Regions from separate parts of the Triticum aestivum genome. Here region 1 is linked to region 2. Evidence: chromatin contacts called from public Hi-C data. All regions are on one chromosome and are shown on one strand. Each heading gives the region's core, a stretch centred on a gene start, on an enhancer-like site or on the middle of the called end of the contact. The rest is flanking DNA. Distances are from core to core; before and after follow the strand shown.

Evidence for each region. A called contact is a pair of places that touch in the nucleus more often than the background predicts.
Region 1: a contact with region 2 is called in a Hi-C map of leaf, with 4 times the contacts expected there. The contact joins the promoter of LOC123093263 here to the promoter of LOC123093261 in region 2. A contact is called at or near these places in 4 of 5 Hi-C or Micro-C datasets (leaf and root).

The regions. Positions count from the first base shown.
Region 1 is chr4B:562,925,709-562,930,070 of IWGSC CS RefSeq v2.1, forward strand. LOC123093263 (40S ribosomal protein S27) reads left to right here and starts at 3,068. Exons shown (of 4, transcript XM_044515179.1): 1 at 3,068-3,219; 2 at 3,356-3,457; 3 at 3,568-3,596; 4 at 4,110-4,362. The coding sequence starts at 3,217. The coding sequence ends at 4,236.
Region 2 is chr4B:562,771,973-562,776,099 of IWGSC CS RefSeq v2.1, forward strand. It overlaps LOC123093261 (BEL1-like homeodomain protein 7), which reads right to left and starts at 2,080. Exons shown (of 4, transcript XM_044515178.1): 1 at 1,738-2,080; 2 at 1,231-1,299; 3 at 1-898. The coding sequence starts at 802.

The DNA.
Region 1 (4,362 bases), core at 1,818-4,317, 150 kb after region 2:
GTGAGGGAGGTGGAGATCCTCATCAAAGATCCATTACCGCTAATGTGGCCGGATCCAGGCCGAGGAGGTGGATGTAGTTCTTCTGTCCAATGTTGAGCGTGTGGCGCTGCTGCTCGTAGCTAGCCAGAGGAGGTGGCTAGTTTTATTTTCCTAGTTCTAGTTGAGCCTGTCTTCCTTGTAATAGCTGAGCTACTAGTAGCATTTTTTTCCTTTTCTGTTTGTAGTTTGCTGTAGTCTTGGTGTTGTAGTTTCCTTCGATGTACTAGTATGATTTCTTTGCTCTGCAATGGAATCGGGGCTGGGCCCTCTTCTTCTAAAAAAACATTCATAAAAAAAATCATATTCATGCACTTTTAAAAAATTAACAAACTTTTTTTAACACACATAAACTTTTTTTCAAATACATGAATACATTCTAATTCACAAAAAATTTCCAAACTCACAGCAGGTCGCTAAACCCTAACAGAGAGGGTAACTCAACCTGTCCAAATCTTCATCCTCTAGATTTTATTTTAGGAAAATCTTCATCCTCTAATACCACTTGTCCGCTAGAACCCTGCTCCTACAGCAGGAAAGAGTCATAGTGGTCCGGCTCTCTAGTGGTCGCTCTGTGTGCGAGCTACCGGCAGCAGCCACACTTTCCGCCGGCCCATTAGCTCCTTTCCCAAATTGGGTTTTCTCTACTATTTTTGTATTTTTTCCATTTGTTTTTCTTTTCTATTTTTAATTTTCGTTTTTTCCTTTTATTTATATCTATTTTCATTTTGCTTATACTATTTTAATTTTATATTTCATTTCTTTTTTATTTTCCATTTTTTAAATCATGATTATTTTCCAAACTCACGAAGATTTTATTAATTTGTGATCATTTTTTTATAGATTATCAAACATTTCTAAAAAATTTGAACACTTTTTATGAAACTTGTGAAATTTTCTGAATTGACGAGCATGTTTTCGAACTGCTAACAATTTTTGAAATTCATGTATAATTTTTAGTTTTGACAAGCATTTTTAAAATGCATGAAATATTTCCTGTGTCGATAAAGTTTATTTAATTATTGAACACCGTTTGATCTCACACATTTTTTCAAATTCACAAACTTATATTGAATACATGATCATTTTCTAAAAATCATGAACATTTTTTATTTGCTGAACTTTTTTTCAAAGTTGTGAACATTTTTTAATCCTTGAACGTTTTGAACATTGTTTTAAAATTATCTATTTTATAAATTTGGAACTTTTTGAGATCCCAAATTATTTAAAGAAAAAAAGGAAAAAACAAAGAAGAAATAAGGGTGCCCTGCACATGGGCCGGCCCAAAAAGGGTGGGGGTCGGGGGGTTGCCTCTCAACCGACACAATGTGTCGCATGCTGGACGCACCGTTGGGATTTTATTATCATGTTCGGGCTTTCGGGTTTAGGAACCTATTTTTTTCGGCTTTTCAAGTTTTGCCGGATTTTCCATCGGTTTTGAAAGTAAAAAAATTCAAATAAAAAATTTGCGCGAAATGTGTTTTTTTGCTTCCGCGAGAGGCATAACTCTAGAAGGAGAAAAGATGTTTTTCTGCTTCCGCGTGAGACACAAATTTGCTTCTCATGCAGGCACACATTCTCTTCCATGAAGGCATTGTTGTGCCTCTCAGAAAGGTAAATAACGCGGGTTTTTTTAATGAGAGGCACAAACTTGCTTCTTGTGGAGGCACGGTTTTGCTTCCGCGCTCTTGGGAAGTAAAAAAATGCATTTTCTTTCTTCCATGAATAGCACAACTTTGCTTTCGGAGAGACGTTGTGCCTCTGGAATGGGCAAAGACTATGCTTCCAACTCATTTTTTTCTTCTCGTTTGTTTTGTGAAGAAAAGTTCGTCGAAACATGTTAACATGGATCTAGTTTTGAAAATCTCAGCGCGAGAAATCCAACAATGAAAACGATCCACAATTTGAACGCATAATTTAAAAGATAAAACGTTTTCAATAAACAGATTTATGAAAAAGTTGAAACTCACAGATTGTTTTTTTAGGGTTGTTAAACCTCACAGATTGCTGCGCCACTTGCCGCAAGTGGAAAGGTGGGAGCGACTTTTTTTTTAGGGAAAGGTGGAAGCGACGAGTCCTCCTCATTGGCGCCTTATGCGCCGCTTTTGCATGCTGGCGCTCACGTCCCAGCTCACATGGGCCGTCCCATTTAGCTGGATCGATCCCTTCTTCGATAGCTTGACAAACAGAAAAAAGGCCCGTTAGATTCAACAGACCCGTTGACCGTTCAACTTTTGACCAATTCGCAGTTGACTGTGTTGACTTTTCAAAAAAAATCATTAATTTTGAAAAAGAATTCCTCAATTTGAAAAAAGTTCATCAATTTTAGAAAAAGTTCATCAAATATTGGAAAAAAGTTCATGAAATTTGGAAAAAGTTCATCACTTTTCAAAAAAGTTGATCGATTTTGAAAAAAGTTCACCAATCTTGAAAAGAGTTCATCAGATTTAAAGAAAAGTTCATTGAATTTGAAAAAAAATCATCAAATTTGGAAAAAAGTTCACTATATTTGAAAAAAGTTCATCAAATTTGAATAAAAGTTCATTGAATTTAATAAAAGTTCATCGATTTTGAAGAAGGATTTCACGAATTTGGAAAAGTTCACGAACCTAGGAAGAAGAACAGGAAAAAAAGAAAAAAAACGAAAACAGAAGAATAAAAGAAAGAACAAAAGAGATAAAAATATGAAAGTTAGCATGTCTTGTTGGTGATGGCGGGGTGGGACGTCCCCGGTTCGATTCCTGCTACTAGCAGACTTTTTTGCAGTGTGATAACTACAGAGAGAAAAGCCAGATGGGCCGGCCCAGCGGTGGGGGGGTATGCGCCCGTTTGTAATTAGTACTGTAGCGGGCGCTTAAGGCGCCGAATAGGAACCAGCGGAAGCGACTACCCTTAAGTGATTTCGCCAAAGCGACTACCCTTAAGTGATTTCGCCATGGCCACTGCGACACATGCGTATCGGCCCTATACCTACTGCCCAGCCCAGCCCAGCACGGCCGCACCGCCGTACGAAGCCCAGATCAAACGGGATGGACGCCCCAGATGCACCGAGCCTACTCATAAAGCCACCATGAAGTCCCCACGCCCACGGCCTCCAGCCCTAGCGCCTCCGCTCCTCTCCACCGCCGCCACCCCGTCCCCGCATCCTCTCCCACGCGAAGACCGCCGCCGCCCGTCAAGATGGTACGGCGAGGATACATCGCGGCTTTTATCCCCTTCGATTTTTGTCCGAATGTTTGCTCGTTCGTTTGATCCGAGACTTGCGCATCTCTTGTGATCTAATCTGTCTGTTGTCTCGGTTGGGAATCGAACGGAGCAGGTGCTGCAGAACGACATCGACCTCCTCAACCCGCCGGCGGAGCTCGAGAAGCTCAAGCACAAGAAGAAGCGCCTCGTGCAGTCCCCCAACTCCTTCTTCATGGTACGTGCGCATCAGATCACGTAGGATCAATCTGGGGGTTCCCGTTCCTTTGACTGCTCTCCTGGCTCGGCCCCTAATTACGTGCTTGTCTTTGTGTTCCGTCCGTGCAGGATGTCAAGTGCCAGGGCTGCTTCAACATGTAAGAGCGTATGATCTTTTCCGCGCTTTAGTCTTCTTGTGTTCATAGTTAATAATATACTGCACAGTAACATTAAGATGGTGGATTGGATTCTTGACTTGGGCACTTGATGTAAAAAAGATGCTATCAATGATTTAGATTGCTCTGCTTTAGGAATGGCATAAAGGTTAGGTTTATGCACATAGAACTGCCTGCTATATGAGAAAATATGTAGATTTAGCACCCGGTGCATCTTGTACGACGTTGTGGTTCGTTGATGTTCGTCGAAGTTGGGTTAGTTTGCGTGCATTTATACAACATACAAACGTCACCTGATGGTTCAGCTCGAAATGTTGAGCTGATTGCTAGTTTCCATGATCATTCCTCCTCACCTCCCTGATTACCCATGCTGTTTGCCTGGCCCTGACTTGAATTATATCTACGTATCAACCAATTCCAGTTTATTCGTTATTACTGAAGCTTGCTCTTGTTCATTCACGTATCATATATCTGACTCTGTTGCATTGATCGCAGAACAACTGTGTTCAGCCACTCTCAGACCGTGGTGGTGTGCCCTGGCTGCCAGACGGTGCTCTGCCAACCCACCGGAGGAAAAGCGAGGCTCACCGAGGGATGCTCCTTCCGCCGGAAGGGCGACTAAGCTGCACGCCTGTTTATGGGAAAATGAAGCCCTGCTGAACCTTACTTTTCAAGTAACTAGTTATCCTGAATGTGTACTGGTCAAATTTTGTTAATTATGCTTGCCCGTTTGCCAGCCTGAACGTTG
Region 2 (4,127 bases), core at 830-3,329:
GCCTCGCCGCGCCGGAGCCGGCCACCGCGTCGAACGACGACACTACCATCTGCATCTGCTGGTGGTAGTGCCTGTACCTCCGGTCCACCTGGTCCAGCATGGCCATCAGTGCCGTCACCTTGTTCTGGAGGTCCTGCCTCTCCGCCGGCGACAGCTCGGCGGCGGAGCTCCCCTCGTTCTCCTCGCCCTTGTCGCCCTCGACCTTGCCGCACTCGCCGTTGCCGGCCGAGTCGTCCTTCCTGTCCCCCTTCCTCTTGATCGCGTCCCGGACACTGACCACCTCGTCCAGCAGCTCGCGCGCCGCCTTCAGGAACCTCGAGTTCTGCACGTACACGTTCACCTGCGCGTTCCTGCTCGCCGCCATCGCCATCGCCGACTGGTTCGGGCTCATCAAGGTGGGGGAAGCGGCCGCAGCCATGCCGCCCGGACGGCCGTACTGGTAGAGGGACACCGGCACCTGCGAGCCGAGGCTGAGCGACAGGCCACCCTGGTGACTGCGCTGCCCTGCCGACGCGCCGCCGTCTCCCATGAGCATCTGCGTCTGCAGGCCGCCGAGCTCGGAGCCGTCCCTCGAGCCCATGAACGCGGCCTGCTCGTCGTCTCGGCCATCGCCGCCGCCGCCGCCGTGCGCTATGTGGCTCTGCTGCACGATGGACGCCGGGAGCGGGATCAGGCCGCCGATCGACGAGTCTGGGTATTGGTTGGACATGGGGTAGTGGTGGTGGAATGACATGTCGCCGGCACCTCCGCCGCCGCCGGCGAGGCCCCTCTGATCGTTTGAAGTGGAGAAGAACGTGGCCATCCGATCCTCTTCAGATGCAAATGCAATCTATCATCAGAAGCGTACTACTGTACTGTCGACGCTTGGTAAGGTTCAAGTTTTGTCTTGAGTGTCGAACTGAAGAAATAGAGGATTGGAAACGGTCAGTAAATCCCGCTCAGAATTGCCAGAAGGCGATTTCATCTTGCTCCTAAATTCAAATTACAGTAGTAAATAGCAAGATTTGGAGCAAAGGAAAGATGGTAAAAACATGGTGCGCTAGTACAACTGTGCATCTACATACTGTACTAAATTAGGCAGAAGTATCATTATGATATGAGTGGACTAGGCAAGAATAACTACAAATTCATTCAGAAAATTACAAGAGGGGTGAAAGAATTCTACTGCAAGCGAAGTAAATCAAAAGGATAGAATGGACCCAACAGAATTGAAAGCATCTATATATCTACCTGGGAGGACAAACTTCAGATCACTGTACTTCCCAAACACACAACACCTCAATCTTCTTTCTGAAGTACCTGCATACAAAAAGAAACCGAAGCCTTTTCACTCAGCTGATGAAACCAGCATATAATTTCAGGAAAACACCAGTCCAAATCAGTGGTACCTATCAAGGGGGGAAAAGGCCTAACTGGACATGACTTGGGAGAAACTAAGAACACACAAAAATATCAGTTACTACTAGTTACTACTACCACTTGGCAATTCAGAGACCAAACTTGCTAAGAATCAGCCAGAACAGGAAGCAATTTTTCAAGTTGGTATGGTGCTGCACCAGCCAACCACAAGTAGTTAACCAGGAACAGAAAGCTCAACAAGCAAGAAGCCACAACAACACCAAGAATCCATATAGAGACCAAAACACCTAACAGAAACCTGTTGCTCACTGAATCATCTACAAATTTGATGGATGCAAAGAGCAAGGCAAGCTTGATAAGATGAACCTCTACACATACCTCTGCAAGAACTGGCTTTGAGGCCAAGCAAGAGCAAGAGCTTCTTCTTCTTGGGTGCTATCTGATCAGAGTTCTTCTGACAGGAACCACCTAGCAGAAGACCGGCCGGGGACAGAGGGCCGATCCCGAGGATTCTAAAGAGGGGATTAGCAGCGAGGGTGTGGGCTTAAAATAACCAAGAACGCTCCTGGGATTGTATATATCTTGCTGCTTTTGGTGTTGGTCTCTTCTCTTTTGGTTGTTGTAGCTCCTCCTGCCTCCTTCCCTGAGCAATAATATACTCCGGGGCTGCTTGCGCCAATGAGGAGGGCCTGCCTAACACTATCCCCCCGCCCCGCAAATCCTAAAGAAACCCCACCACCGTTTTTGTTTGTTTCCCTCTCGCTTATTCCTCCCTATCTCCTCTTTACCCCACTCGTTTTCTCACGTATAGGATTGCTGCTTTGAGCGCGTGCGTCACGCTCAGGCCACAGGGACATCGACGGCCGAGATCGGGAGACCGACCCTCGATCTCCGCCGTCGACATGAGACTGATGCGCCTTTTAGGCATGCAATACATACATGTGTACTTTAGTTTAGTTGTGACTCACATGATAAAACCAACATCATACGGTTGGTTGCAGGTATATCTTAGTAACTCTGAAGAATATGCTTCCACATGCAAGTGTTTATTTATTTTTGGTTCTGAACAATTAGACAATTGAGAATTTCAAATTTGACGGGAAGGCCGCGGAACGGAGTGGGGAAAAAAGGGAGCTCTCGCTTTTATGCTGCTATAGAAACCCGTAGATTCTTGCCAGTTTTGAGTGACCTTGCAGCGAGCATACCTGTTGGGCAGGCAGTTCAGTTAGTCCACTCAGTGCACAGAAAAGCAGGTCCATTACCCTCCTCACTTGCTGGGTGTGTTTTCAGCTGAAAGGGCCCCCCAAGTTGCCATTTCTAGCTGATTCTCCCCGGACGCCTTGATTGCAAGGGCACCAATCCGATCGATCCCCTCCCTTCTCGCTTTCAGTAGGTGACGGCATCTGTTAAGACGTATTAGTCCCCTAACCACCAGTTGGTAGACCTAAAACCCTCTTTCCCTCCCCCCTCCCAACCTTCCGTATCTCCCAACTGATCATCATCAGATGCTCCTAAGCAACTCCATGCACCGGGGTACGACGCTGACATCTCACAGAAAGCCAGCCCTACCTACATCTACACACATGCATTTGCAGCACGACCAAATCTTCTTCTCTTCTCTTCTCTTCTCCGGTTGAAGAAAGTGCATGAACAGGAGGCCCCTAGCTAGCTAACACCAGATATGATGATGAGATAACTGATGCCCCCACAAACCCTTTATTTTTCCGTTTGGTGGCAGCACTTGCTTTTGAAATTGGACATGTGGTAGTGATGTGCAAGGACGAGTGTTTCCGTGGTCCCCCTCCAATCATGAATTTGACCCCTCAACCCCCCTTGCCGTTGCTTTGCGGGTCGTCTCGCTGAGCGGCGGGCCAGCCCCGAAAGGCGCAGGATTCGGCGGAAATCCGGTGAACAGTCGGGTGCAGTTTGTGATGAAATGTGTATAGTATTGTCTCTGTTCCTCGGCTCAAATAGATAAATATAGTGTGCACGTATCAAGTTTGCGATTATTCGTAGTTCTGAGAGAATATCTAGGAGATATGCAAATCAAATCATCGAAATAATTTTACTAATTTGTGAGGTTTGATTCATTTCATGCCATCAAAAGATACTTTTGAATGTCACCATCATGCCTATATTATCAGGAAACATAGGTCACATCCCATTTAATTTATTTTCCTTCATCTATTTTTATTTTGTGAAAACCCAGAAATCTAATCACCACAGGCCGGAGTATCAAACTAGGGAGTCTTCAATGCATGGCAACATTATTCAGTGTGGTGACAGTGATCTTCATAGGTTCGAGAGTGAGCTGTTGCCAGCGGCTTTTCCCCCGAAGTTCAAATGATTTAATGTGGTATTTTGTCCAATTGTAGGTACGAGGGCGGGCTACAACCTTCACAAGATATGACATCATAGTTCAGTAGAGATCTATTCATTCAGATGCCACGCATGGACAAATTTTAGAGGCCGGCCCGTAACTAATAGATACAAATGTGAAGCTCACAATCCTTATTTCTGAAGAAACGCAGGCGTAATCATTCCTAACAGCACTCATGTTGACACATATGTAAAGGAACGGAAATGTGAAGCTCACAATCCTTAATTTCCAAGAAACGCAGGTCATGTCGCGATTAGTTATAGACGACGAAGATCCCGGCCGTCAGACGATTTACATCAATCACCACCTACAGGCCACAGCTAGCTAACAGATATGTCGGCCGGCCGGCCGGCCCCGGCAACGAAGAAGCTTCAGAGTTCAGACTCGC